Regions from separate parts of the Sus scrofa genome. Here region 1 is linked to region 2. The links are chromatin contacts, called in public Hi-C maps. All regions are on one chromosome and are shown on one strand. Each heading gives the region's core, a stretch centred on a gene start, on an enhancer-like site or on the middle of the called end of the contact. The rest is flanking DNA. Distances are from core to core; before and after follow the strand shown.

Region 1 (5,411 bases), core at 952-3,451, 270 kb after region 2:
ATTGTGTCATTGAAAAAGGTGATAGGAGAGGAAATTTTAATGGGCTATAGTTTGCATCATATAGGTTTTTATGTCAAAACACCTTTAAACATTTGTCTTTTTAATTTATTTAAAGCTTAAGTATAATAATAATAATACTGCCACTTAAATATATTCTGATAATATAAGTTTTCTTAAACTTTAGAGTCCTCTTAACTATTCTATCTGATAGCTAACTATAATGCTTATATAACCTTGTCAAATTACTGATTTTTTATGCTAAAATAATTAATTTACTATATTTGAAATCATAAAACTTCAAAAGTAAATTATATAGAAAGAAATATACCTACGTATGCGCTGTTTAAGGATGAATTTAAAAGAAAAAGAATTGCTTATATAAATGAGGTGCATTCTATAGCAACAGTACCAAAAAATATTGTGTCATGAAGGCGTAGTTTATTGATATAGCTTAGGCAAAGTTTTACTTTTCAGTATTATTTTTATAATGTAAAGATAGAACCTATGCGAAATAGTGTAAGCAATGTCCAATAGGTACTGTCTTGTTGGATTGCTTCTTGTATGGAGATTTTGCTGTTATTTCTCAATTTTATGGCACTTATTTCCTAATTTTATGGGTATTCAGAGACCTTTGAGCTATGACTAGACTTTTAATAAATCAAAGAAATAAATCACTGTAAATCTTCTGTGGGAATGTTGATACACTAAGCTACTGTTTGCTCTTGTTAGAGCATAGAGATCCTTAAATGCAGATAAGCATCATGATTAATGGTAATAACTCCTTCATTTACTGTAGGTTTTTTGTTTTGTTTTGTTTGTGTTTTTTTTTTTTTACATGCAGAATGATTTTTACAAGTAAAATATCCTTTGGTAATTAGGAGATGAAGATCCTCATATATAAAATTAAATAATGTATGTTTTACCCTGAAGAATTAGACATGACCAAAAAAGAGAGGTATCTACAAACTTCTCTTGAAAGTAAATGTTACCATCTTAAATATTTTATTTCCTCTACTGAATTGTTCAAATTTGCCAATGTTAACTAAATGACACATTCAACCAGCAGGCTCTCCCAGTAGTTGTGCAATCATTGGAAGAAGAAATTTTACTAACCCAGTATAATTGAATCACTGGGAAAAAATGCTTTTCCTTGGTGACCCTTTAGGTCTAGTCTGAAGAGGAATGACGTTTAAATGTGATTAAGTCCATTTTCACAGGCTTCTCATGTAAACTGCCAGAGACTCTTTCTAAAGTAGCAGTTGTGTATCTGGCCTCTGGTAAAGCATTGCCAAGGAGATAATCAACTTTGAAAAATCATGAAACACGGGATTGTTTGGTTTGTTTTGTGTTTAAATACAGGGATTAAGGCCATTCATTCGCCTATGAACTGTATAGAAAGGTGGTTAATAACTTTGAAGCACAAAATTAATAGCTTGTTATCTAAGATAATTAATATAATTAACTCCCACATACTGAGTCTTTATATGGAAAGCAACAAAGATCAGTCAGTGGAGCCTTTCTATTTTTCTTTTAAAGGTTTTCTTTTCCTTACTTTTTCTTTTTCCTTCCTTGGTGGAAAGGAGCAGTTCACATTTTTAACAAGTCCATCATTTCTGCAATGTAATAACTGTGTTGATATATGTAAGGTGAACTGGCTATGCTGCAGTCTTCGATTTCACTATTAAATCGTTTTCCTTGAGATTGTGATGCTCATAGACAAAAAGGGAAGACAAGTGATGGAATTTCGTCAAATTATATTCAAGACATTTTGAGTTTCCAGGTAAATAGGCACCTTCTCTAAGCAGTAACTCTGCTCTTAAGGGAAAAGAGTGATTTATTTTCATTTCTGAAGCATTATCCATTTTTCAGTGTGGCATGATGTATTCTATTCACCTCTGTTAGCTGCAAAAATAAGTTGTAGCTGTATTCATCCAGGTGAATATATATTCAGCGTGACAAAATCAGAACTAATAAAAAATTTGTATTCTAATCACACTTTTCTGAATTGAAAAGGAAATCTACGTGACGGAACCCTGGGAGCATTCTCCTGTCACTTCTCAACAGCTGGACAAATGGCAGAGAGTGCTTGCACAGCTGTCTGAGACCTTTGCCAGATGCTTTTGGGTTTATGTGGCTCATGGCTCAGTGTGCAGCATCTCAGATAGAGAGGCTGGCATGATTGTGTGTGGAGGACTCATCCTAGTTCTCCCTGCCTTTGAATGTTGATTAACCACAAGGGGCCCTCCTTTCCCTGTCTCCTGGGTCTTCTGGCTTGTGATGGAATTTTTATCCACCAGTTATTTCTTAACATGTACATTATTTGATTGGTACAGCTGTTAAAATGTTTCTCTTCTTAATATACGTCATTCAGAATTTAAAAGAAGGTGTGTGTGAGAGAGAGAGAGAGAGACAGAGAGAAAAAAGAGCCACTTGCAACTTTAAAATCTGCTGCTCAGCCTGGCTCTTGAGTTAGATCCCTCCTTAAACCCCTGTGTTTTACAGTGAACTGACTTTAGTGGTGTAACCTGTAGACTTCGTTCTGGTCCTTGTCTCCCCATCCTGGCTCTCTTTCCAGGGTCCTAATGCAAACCATTGCTCTGAGGTTTCATGATTGGCTAGAACAGCCACATAGACTGTCAAAGAAACCACCACCTCCTTTGATGGTTGTTACCATCCAGTTGGATACAGCAGCCACATTATTAGGATGAACAATTGCTGTCATAGATTTTTATCTTCATTCCCATTATTGGGCTGCTTGAGCTGATTTCCACCATATTTCTTCAAGACTCAGCACTGGGTACAGTGGAGATGGACAGGGATTGTGTGCCATGGTGTGTGCCCTGGACAAAACAAGGATAATAAAGATAGGAAGGCGAGATATACCTTTAAGAACTACGGAGTTCCCTTCATGGCTCAGTGGTTAATGAATCCAACTAGGAACCATGAGTTTGCAGGTTTGATCCCTGGCCTTGCTCAGTGGATTAAGGATCCAGCGTTGCCGTGAGCTGTGTTTTAGGTCACAGATTCGGCTTGGATCTGGCATTGTTGTGGCTTTGGCATAGGCTGATGGCTACAGCTCCTCGGATTAGACCCCTAGCCTGGGAACCTCCGCATGCTGCGGATGTGGCACTAGAAAAGACAGAAAGACAAAAAAAAAATAAATAAAGAATGAGTCATGAAGAATTGCTGAGCAATTGATCAGCAGATGAGAGATTCATTAATAGTAGGAGATCTTGTATGAGTTTAAAATAGTGGACGTTAAGAGTTAAATATTGAATTCTAATTCTAGATTTTTTTTTTTTCCCCTGAACACACCATGTTTTCTAATTGGATTGTAGTTTCTGTATCTGGCAAGGGAGGAGTTGAACTAAATGATTTCAATGATGTCTTGCAGCTGTAACCTTTTTAATTCTAAAAATGCATGCCATTACAGGATTATACATAAGGGCTGTGGGTGTTCAAAGGGAAAATTGCTAAGAACATTTTTGTTAATCATTGGAGAAAGTATAAGATTTGAAGTGGAGTAAGGGAGATGGAGGACATGGGGCAATGATACAGGAGTGGAGGCAGGAGGAGTCTGTCTTGTGTGTGTGGAAGCTAAGACTGGATGTTGAAGACTGGACTTTGATAGATTGAGGACTTTTAAATTTTATTTTCTCTGTAATTAATAAGGAGACAATACAGTTTTTAACAAAAGAATAATAGTTAAAAGTAAAACTAATGTAATATGATATAATGATAAACTCAACTATATAAAGTCTGACACAAGTAGAGGACTAAACAACACATATGGGAGTGAAGAATACTGAAAATAATAAGCAACACCTTTTTTTTTGGCTGCGCTCATGTCATGCACAAATTCCTGGGCCAGGGATCGAACCTGTGCCACAGCAGGAACCCAAGCCACAGCAGTAACAATGCCAGATATTTTAACAGCTAGGCCACTAGGAAACTTTAAAGCAACATTTTTTTAAAGTCAATTTTAGAAAATTGAAATGAGGGAGATGGGCTGTAATACTACCCCCCACCCCGCGGAAAAATGAATCTTTTAATTTGTACATGTTTTTTTCAAGCCTCATCAGTAGGCATAGTTATTTACATGGTGGCAAATCTTTTTCAGAGTGTTAAGCTTATTTAAAAATAAAGTAGTTAGAAAGATTTTAAAGCATTAGGAAAATGAATAAACACCACCATTTAGAGATAACCAGGGTTAAATAGGTATTTTCTTTTCTAGATTCCACAGTTAGTTTAATAACAATTGTATGGTTTTTGTATCTAGTTTCTCTTTATTTTCACATTAAATAGGGAGCCATTTCCAAGCCATTAATATATGCTTGAAAATATTATTTTAATTATGCTATAATATTCTATTAGTGTGCCCAAATGTAGTAACACATTACCCTATTGCTAGGTAATTTGCTTGCGGTTTTTATGCTACAGTAAGCATCACATATTTTCATCCCATTCAATTATTCTTCCAACAAGAATTATTAGGCATCTGTTCTGCACCAGGCACTGTGCCTATAAGCAGTGCTCACCTCAAAAGTACTGTCAGCTGGGCTCCATTTAAATAGCTTCCAGAAAGTCAGATCAGAAGGATGTTGTTGCATAACTGTTGATACATCCTGTATCTAAATGCTATGGAGTGCATGTGTCTTTTTCAAGGAAAGTTTCGTCCAGATAAATGCTTTGGAATGGATAAGCAATGAGACCCTGCTGTGTAGCACTGGGAACTATGTCTAGTCACTCTTATGATGGAGCATAATGTGAGAAAAAAGAATGTATATATGTTTGTGTGGCTGGGTCACCTTGCTGTACAGTAGAAAATTGACAGAACACTGTAAACCAGCTATAATGGAAAAAAATAAAAGTCATTATAAAAAAAATAAATGCTGCGAAAGAGAAAGAAGTCAAAGATAACTTCAGAGTTTCAAGTTTGGGTACTTAAGTGATTCATCAAGTCATGGAAAACAGTGGGGATGTTTGAAAAGAAGTGCCAGTGGAGGGAGAGAAGAAGAGAGCTCAAGGTGCTGGACTTGAGGTGATAGCAGGTGACCCCAGGTGGAGCTCTCCCATACACAACTCTTGCTGAACAGCATTAGGAGAAAGGTGAGGGTCAAGGAATCATTGACTTGAACCAGACAATGTTGGATCCCAAACCATATAGTTCTTGAGAAGGTGGAGGAGGAAATGCAGAGGAGCGGTGTCTAGGCCTTAGGGATGCTCGTGGTTGGTGGGGCCAGGGGAGCTAAACCAGCAGAGAATCAGGACAATGACACAAAAGTAAGGGCAACAGCAGATAAGTGGAGGATAAGAAAGGAGAAAATCATCACTCCCTGGAGGGAAATTATAACCAGACTCAGGTCTGTTGAGCTGGTGGGTGAAAAATTATGAGGCTCATGCCCTTCCTT
Region 2 (5,733 bases), core at 1,818-4,317:
AGATAAACTAAATGCGTGAAAACACATTCCACAGTGGCTGATGTGAAGTCACATGAGCCAGCATATATTTAAATGATGAATTAGGAGGTACAGTCCAAAAATGACGTAGGTCTTCGTGAGGGCATTTTTGGTGGCGACAGTGCCAGAGGGGCACGACTGGCATTTAGTAGACAGAAGCAGGGTCACCAAATGTCCTACAGCATGACTGCGGTCCCACGCTGCTCACAAATAATCCCTTGGCCAGAAGGGCCAGGACACCAGCACTGAGAGACAACGCCAGGGTAAGAGTGAAGGCAGGTCTGCTGAGGTTGGAACTCTCAGGAGCGGGTTCCTGCTGTGAACCTGTCTGCCTCCTCTCTAAAGCCTACAACCCAGAGGCAGACGGAAAGGAAAAGGAAGCACAAAGAAGTGAATTCACGTGTCTGGTCTTGTCTCTTCAGTTGCTCTATTTAAAATCATTTACCTGTAGGTACTGCCTGGAGTTAGAGCAGTGCAGCTGTGGAAGAGCTGAAGCGCTCTTTATGCCAGCTGTGTCCTTTTACAGATGTGAAGACGGAGACCCAGAGAGTTGAAGTCACCTGTTCTGAGGCACTCAATTCTGCCTTAATGTGGACCACAGATTTGCCTGTATATCAGCTAATGTTTTGAAGGTGACTTTAGGCAAGATGTTGGTTCTGATAAAAGATAGCTGTAAGTAAAACTAACTCCAGCAGGGATTCCCTCGTGGCTCACCTGGTGGGGTAAGGATCTGGCGTTTTCATTGCTGAGGTTTGGGTTACCGATGTGGAGAGGGTTTGATCCCTGGCTTGGGAACTTCTGCATGCCCAGGTGTGTCACATCCCCCCACACACAAAAAACTACACCCAAGCATATATTCCTCTATATTCATATAGATAATACATTCTATTTCTTCGTTCCATGTAGCCATTCATAATGTCACCTCTGTGTGTGTGTGCGTGCACACACACACACACACACAAGAAAAAAGAAGGTTACACCCAAAGAAAGGACAACATTCTTTTAGATCTTGCAGGTGTAGGCTAGAGATGAAGGCAGCTGTCATTAGAAATTCCTCCTACTCTTGTCCCCTTCATTTCCCACTCCTACCAAACTACCTTGTCCATCTGCCCTTGATAGTTGAGATTTCTTTTACAAAGGGTGAGCCTTTTTATCCTATAATGCTTCAAGTTCAAAAATAATTCTGGGAGAGGTAGTACTCTGAAGTGTTCAAAACCTTGTAAATGACCATAATTTTTTTTTTTTTTTTTAATTGGGAGCAGATTTTGAGAGAAGGTAGTGAGGAAGGGAGAGCCATCAGGCCCTCATCGGATAATTGATGAGGGGAAAAACAAATGAGGTTGTTTCAGGGTCAGGAATTTTGCAGATTTCAGATTTGCATGGGACTGCTCATAGTTATTCTTTCCATGAGTATAAAAAGATCATGACTTAAACCAATTCTTTTTCTGGTGTTTGGCTTCATGAAGAGTGTGGAGGGAAGAAGGAGAGAAGATCACCCTCTGATCTCAGTAAAATGCCAATCACCAGAAAACAGTTGATTCAAAGGGACAATTTTCAACCCACAATGAATTTGCTTGAAGTGAATGCCAACCTTAACTGAATTAAGTTGTGTTCCTTCAAATCCACTGCTGTGAGTTTGGGAGACAGTTGTCTGGCTTTTACATGGCTCCAAGCTAAAACTGTAGGTCAACTGTGACTTTTGGAGCCTCCAACACTGTTTGAATTTCTAACAATTTTCACTGCACTTTGAGCCTGCCAGCTAATATACAGACCCTCCGTTAATGATGCGTGAACCAAAATAATTGATCCAGATGAACACCAAAATGTGTGGGTACATCTCTAACCATGTTTGAAATTCTAAGTTCTATTGAATTTACTGGAGAAAAAAAAATAACAGAAGTTTATTTTGGTATTTGTGATGATATCTTCTTTTTTATCTCTTCTCAAGTACCATCAGATATCCCTGCTTATGTAAATTTTGTCACTTCAGCTTCTAAATGGATCAAGGAAGTGTGAAAAATGCCATCACGGAGAAAACATCCTGTTTCCTTTTAATATTGGAATGTCTCTTGTTTTCAGGTAGCACTGCTAGTACAGCTGTTTACTGTGATTGGCTTGGTCCATGGCTTGGTGCGGGAAGAAGCCAATGGCTTGGTGTGCCCTATCCTGAGGGCACTAACAAAACTATGCGTAAAGGACAGTGGAAGCTGATGGTATGGTATGCCCAAGAGTCTTCTGTGCCTGGAACATTCACAGCTAGTGGCCTTTGTGCTTGGTCAAGTGCCCACATCTTTAAATATAAATACGTATGTGTATTCACACACACACACACAAAATGTAATTTTAAAAACCAATTTGTCTCAGTCTTCTTAAGCATTGATTACTGACTTAATTAAATTCCTTTAATTTCAGATACTAATTTAGTGTGATTTTTTTAACATATTTCAGATGCTTTACCCAAGAAAACATGCACACATAGGGTTATTGCACATGATGCTCCTATACTTACACTCATCCTATTTAAAACACCACCAGTGTGGGTTTAATTAATTTCACATTATTTCCCCATCTTCCTGGGATTATACATCTACTTATTTAGATTCCTTCCAGGGGTTTCAGTAATAATGTTCCTTGAATTTTCTTGGCATTGGATAATCTTTACGAACCCACAAGTGAAAACAGTGCCTCTCAGAATAGCTGAGGTTAAAGGTTCTGAGTTGTAGACGCTTGGGGTTTTGCTTGATTTTTCCAAAGTGATTCAGATCTGAGTCATTGGATGGGAGTCAAGTTGAATTTTCTGTTCAAGGGTTAAACTTCACTTAGTTATTGAAATTGAACTTCTTTCCCAAAAATGCCTTCCACAGTAACTTCACGTACATTTTCTTTGCAATCTGGTGCCTCTCCACCAAACGAATTCTTTGTAGAATGTTGCTTAGGCAACATCACACACCCTTTAGTTGATTATTGTGTTATATTGACTTGGTTTGTTATTGGAACATCCCACGTTGCTGTTCTTCCTACACGTGTGCTATATAGACCCTCTTTTCAAGCCCTGAGCAGTCATTCCTATTCTTGGTACAGTTCCCTCTTTTTCTAGCACTGTTTGGCTTACTCACTATTTCATGTGTGAAAACCAACTATGTATTCTGTTAAATTCATCCTTTCTTTATATTATAACTGCCATTTGTCCTTTGTATTGATTCTCTGTCTCAAAATCATAATGGGCTCATGGTCTTTCAATAACTCACTTGTTCCATTTAACCATAATTTTATTTTGCTTTTGATGCTCAAATACATAATCACAGTTTGGCCAGTAGGAATCCCTGTAGGCAGATTCCTTTGTCCATCTAGCATTGTCCCTGACATTTTTGAAAGGATTCTAGTTTTCTCGTAACAGCTGGATGTTTCACAGCTGTTTCGTGCTTCCTGCCCTGTGAACTGGAATTAGGTTACTTCCAAGGAGTCCTCTTTTTTCATAGTGGAAAATTGGAGCATAGGCCAGAATCTGAGCACTGGGGGCACACATGAAAGTTAGTAGTGGATCAGAGGGCTACCATTGAGTGGTTGAAAGATCTGCCTTTTGGAGGTTATGGGTTCCTACTGTTTTTTTCCCCCCAGTTTGACTTATCTTGCTTCTATCCTCTAGTTTTCTTATGGTATGAGATTGTATCTACCACCAAGAATTTCTAGTGCACTGGCCACAAGTTATTTTGTTGAGGAAAGAAAAAATAGATTCATTTGGGGAAGGGAAATGCTTATTTTAGATTGCTGACAGGTTGGTGGAAGGAGTCAAATGAAAACTTGGGCGTTGGATAGTGGCACCAGGGTATAATCTGTCTTCTAGAACCCTCTTTCATGGCTCCAGTCAGCCCACTCTTTTCTCCCTGGTACCCTGTGAATGCCAATAATTGTATTCTGTCGTCTGTCAGAAATTGCAGCTGGAGAAGTGAGTGCCATGTTCACTTCCCCTTGCCCGGATCCTTCTCCAGACCAAAGCCCTCCCTCTTTACTTCAGGGTCTTTAGGGTGAGTGGCCTGACAAGCTCTTGAGGTCAGTGAGGCTTGATTTCCCCAGATCCTTAGGAAGGGTCTAGATTCTGCTTTCTCTTGTGCTTGTGGGTTAACAGAGATGGCCAGATCACGTTTAACTTGTTTGTCCCAAATATCGTGGAAACTTGAAACTGTTCCAGAACCGTCACTTTGCCCTTGGTGGAAAACTTAAGTATAGATTACTTTCCTGGATGAAGATGCGGGCACAAAACAGGCCTGACCCTGCTATTATTCACACAAACCCAGGCGAAGTGGAGATCAGCATAAATTGTGTATAAATTCAGTTAAGTGGAGAACTTGTTCACGGGCGTGGCGGTGCTCATGGTGTTGTTATGTTGTGCAGAAAGCTCACAGTATACGGTCATTCACTGATAGCATCTTAAGACTCATTGCTTGTCTCTTCTGGACCTGCTACAGAAAACGGTATCTGCAAAATGTTTCTAAGAATATTCTGTTCAAATATCAAAGTGCTTCAGGTAATTTCAGTAAAGTGAGTGTATTGGTTTTCTATTGTTGTGTAATAAACACATTACCACCACATACTTACTAGCTTATTACCTCACAGTCTCTGTAGTTTCAAAGTCTAAGCGTGGCATAGTTGGTTTCTTTGCTCTCAGTCTGAAATCAAGGTGATGGCTGTGGTTGTCTCACCTGAGGCTCAGGATCCTTTTACAGGCTCACTAGTGTTTGGGAGAACTCATGTTCTTGTGATTGTAGGACAGTGGTCCCTGTTTTCCTGTTGATTGTCAGGCAGTGACTACCCTCAGCCCTTAGAGGCTTCTCCCTATCCACCCAGTTCTCCAGTTCTCGGCCGTGTGGCCCCCATAGGCAGTTCACAGCATGAAATGTAAACACCTCTGACTTTCTCTTCTTCAGCCAATTAGAGAAAATACTGCTTTTAGCGGGTTCACCTGATTAGGTTAGGCCCACCAAGGGTAATCTCCCATTTGGCATTTCACATAAAAGAATCATGGAAGTGATCTCTCACCATGTTCACTCCCCAAGGAGAGGGCATTATTCTAAGGCAAAAAAGAGCATTGAATGTCATTGTAGAATTCTCCCTATCACAATGAACCTGTAGTTTATTGATAGCATTTTATGAATATATATATGTTCATATATGTATATTATTTTTGTTGATAGCATTTTATGAATATATATATATGTTCATATATGTATATTATTTGTTGATAGCATTTTATGAATATATATATGTTCATATGTATATATTTATTATTTTTGTGTCAAGATTGCTGGGTTTTTTTGATGGTATATTTTAATGAATACATGTTTCAGAACTTCAGCTTTTTTTAACACGAGAACATGAAGACTGATGATTTGGATAAATCTTCTTAAATATGATTCATTAATCCAACAGAACTTTATTGAGCTTTACTGTGGGCCGGGCGCTGAGCGATGCACTATAAGAAATGAATGCTGGAGTTCCCGTCGTGGCTCAATGGTTACCGAATCCAACAAGGAACCGCGAGGGTGCAGGTTCGATCCTGGCCTTGCTTAGTGGGTTAAGGATCTGGCGTTGCTGTGAGCTGTGGTGTAGGTTGCAGACGCAGCTTGGATCCCGAGTTGCTGTGGCCTAGGCCGGCGGCTACAGCTGCAATTAGACCCCTAGTCTGAGAACCTCCATATGTCATGGGAGTGGCCCTAG

What was found. Hi-C and Micro-C count contacts between places; a contact is called where the count stands out from the background.
Region 1: a contact with region 2 is called in a Hi-C map of embryonic fibroblasts, with 1.7 times the contacts expected there. The contact joins two enhancer-like sites. A contact is called at or near these places in 1 of 47 Hi-C or Micro-C datasets (embryonic fibroblasts) and 1 of 2 datasets of contacts at active chromatin or transcription factors (alveolar macrophages).

What each region holds. Positions count from the first base shown.
Region 1 is chr9:71,076,135-71,081,545 of Sscrofa11.1, forward strand. The region is part of intron 10 of CDK14 (cyclin-dependent kinase 14); the gene reads left to right. Among named protein-coding and RNA genes, the nearest start is that of FZD1, 270 kb to the right of the region's middle. Within about 2 kb of position 2,202, at least 7 of the 83 cell types and tissues checked have an H3K27ac peak or open chromatin away from gene starts, as enhancers often do. A contact at or near this core is called in embryonic fibroblasts, where this site is marked.
Region 2 is chr9:70,807,289-70,813,021 of Sscrofa11.1, forward strand. The region is part of intron 2 of CDK14 (cyclin-dependent kinase 14); the gene reads left to right. Among named protein-coding and RNA genes, the nearest start is that of CDK14, 130 kb to the left of the region's middle. Within about 2 kb of position 3,068, at least 5 of the 83 cell types and tissues checked have an H3K27ac peak or open chromatin away from gene starts, as enhancers often do. A contact at or near this core is called in embryonic fibroblasts, where this site is marked.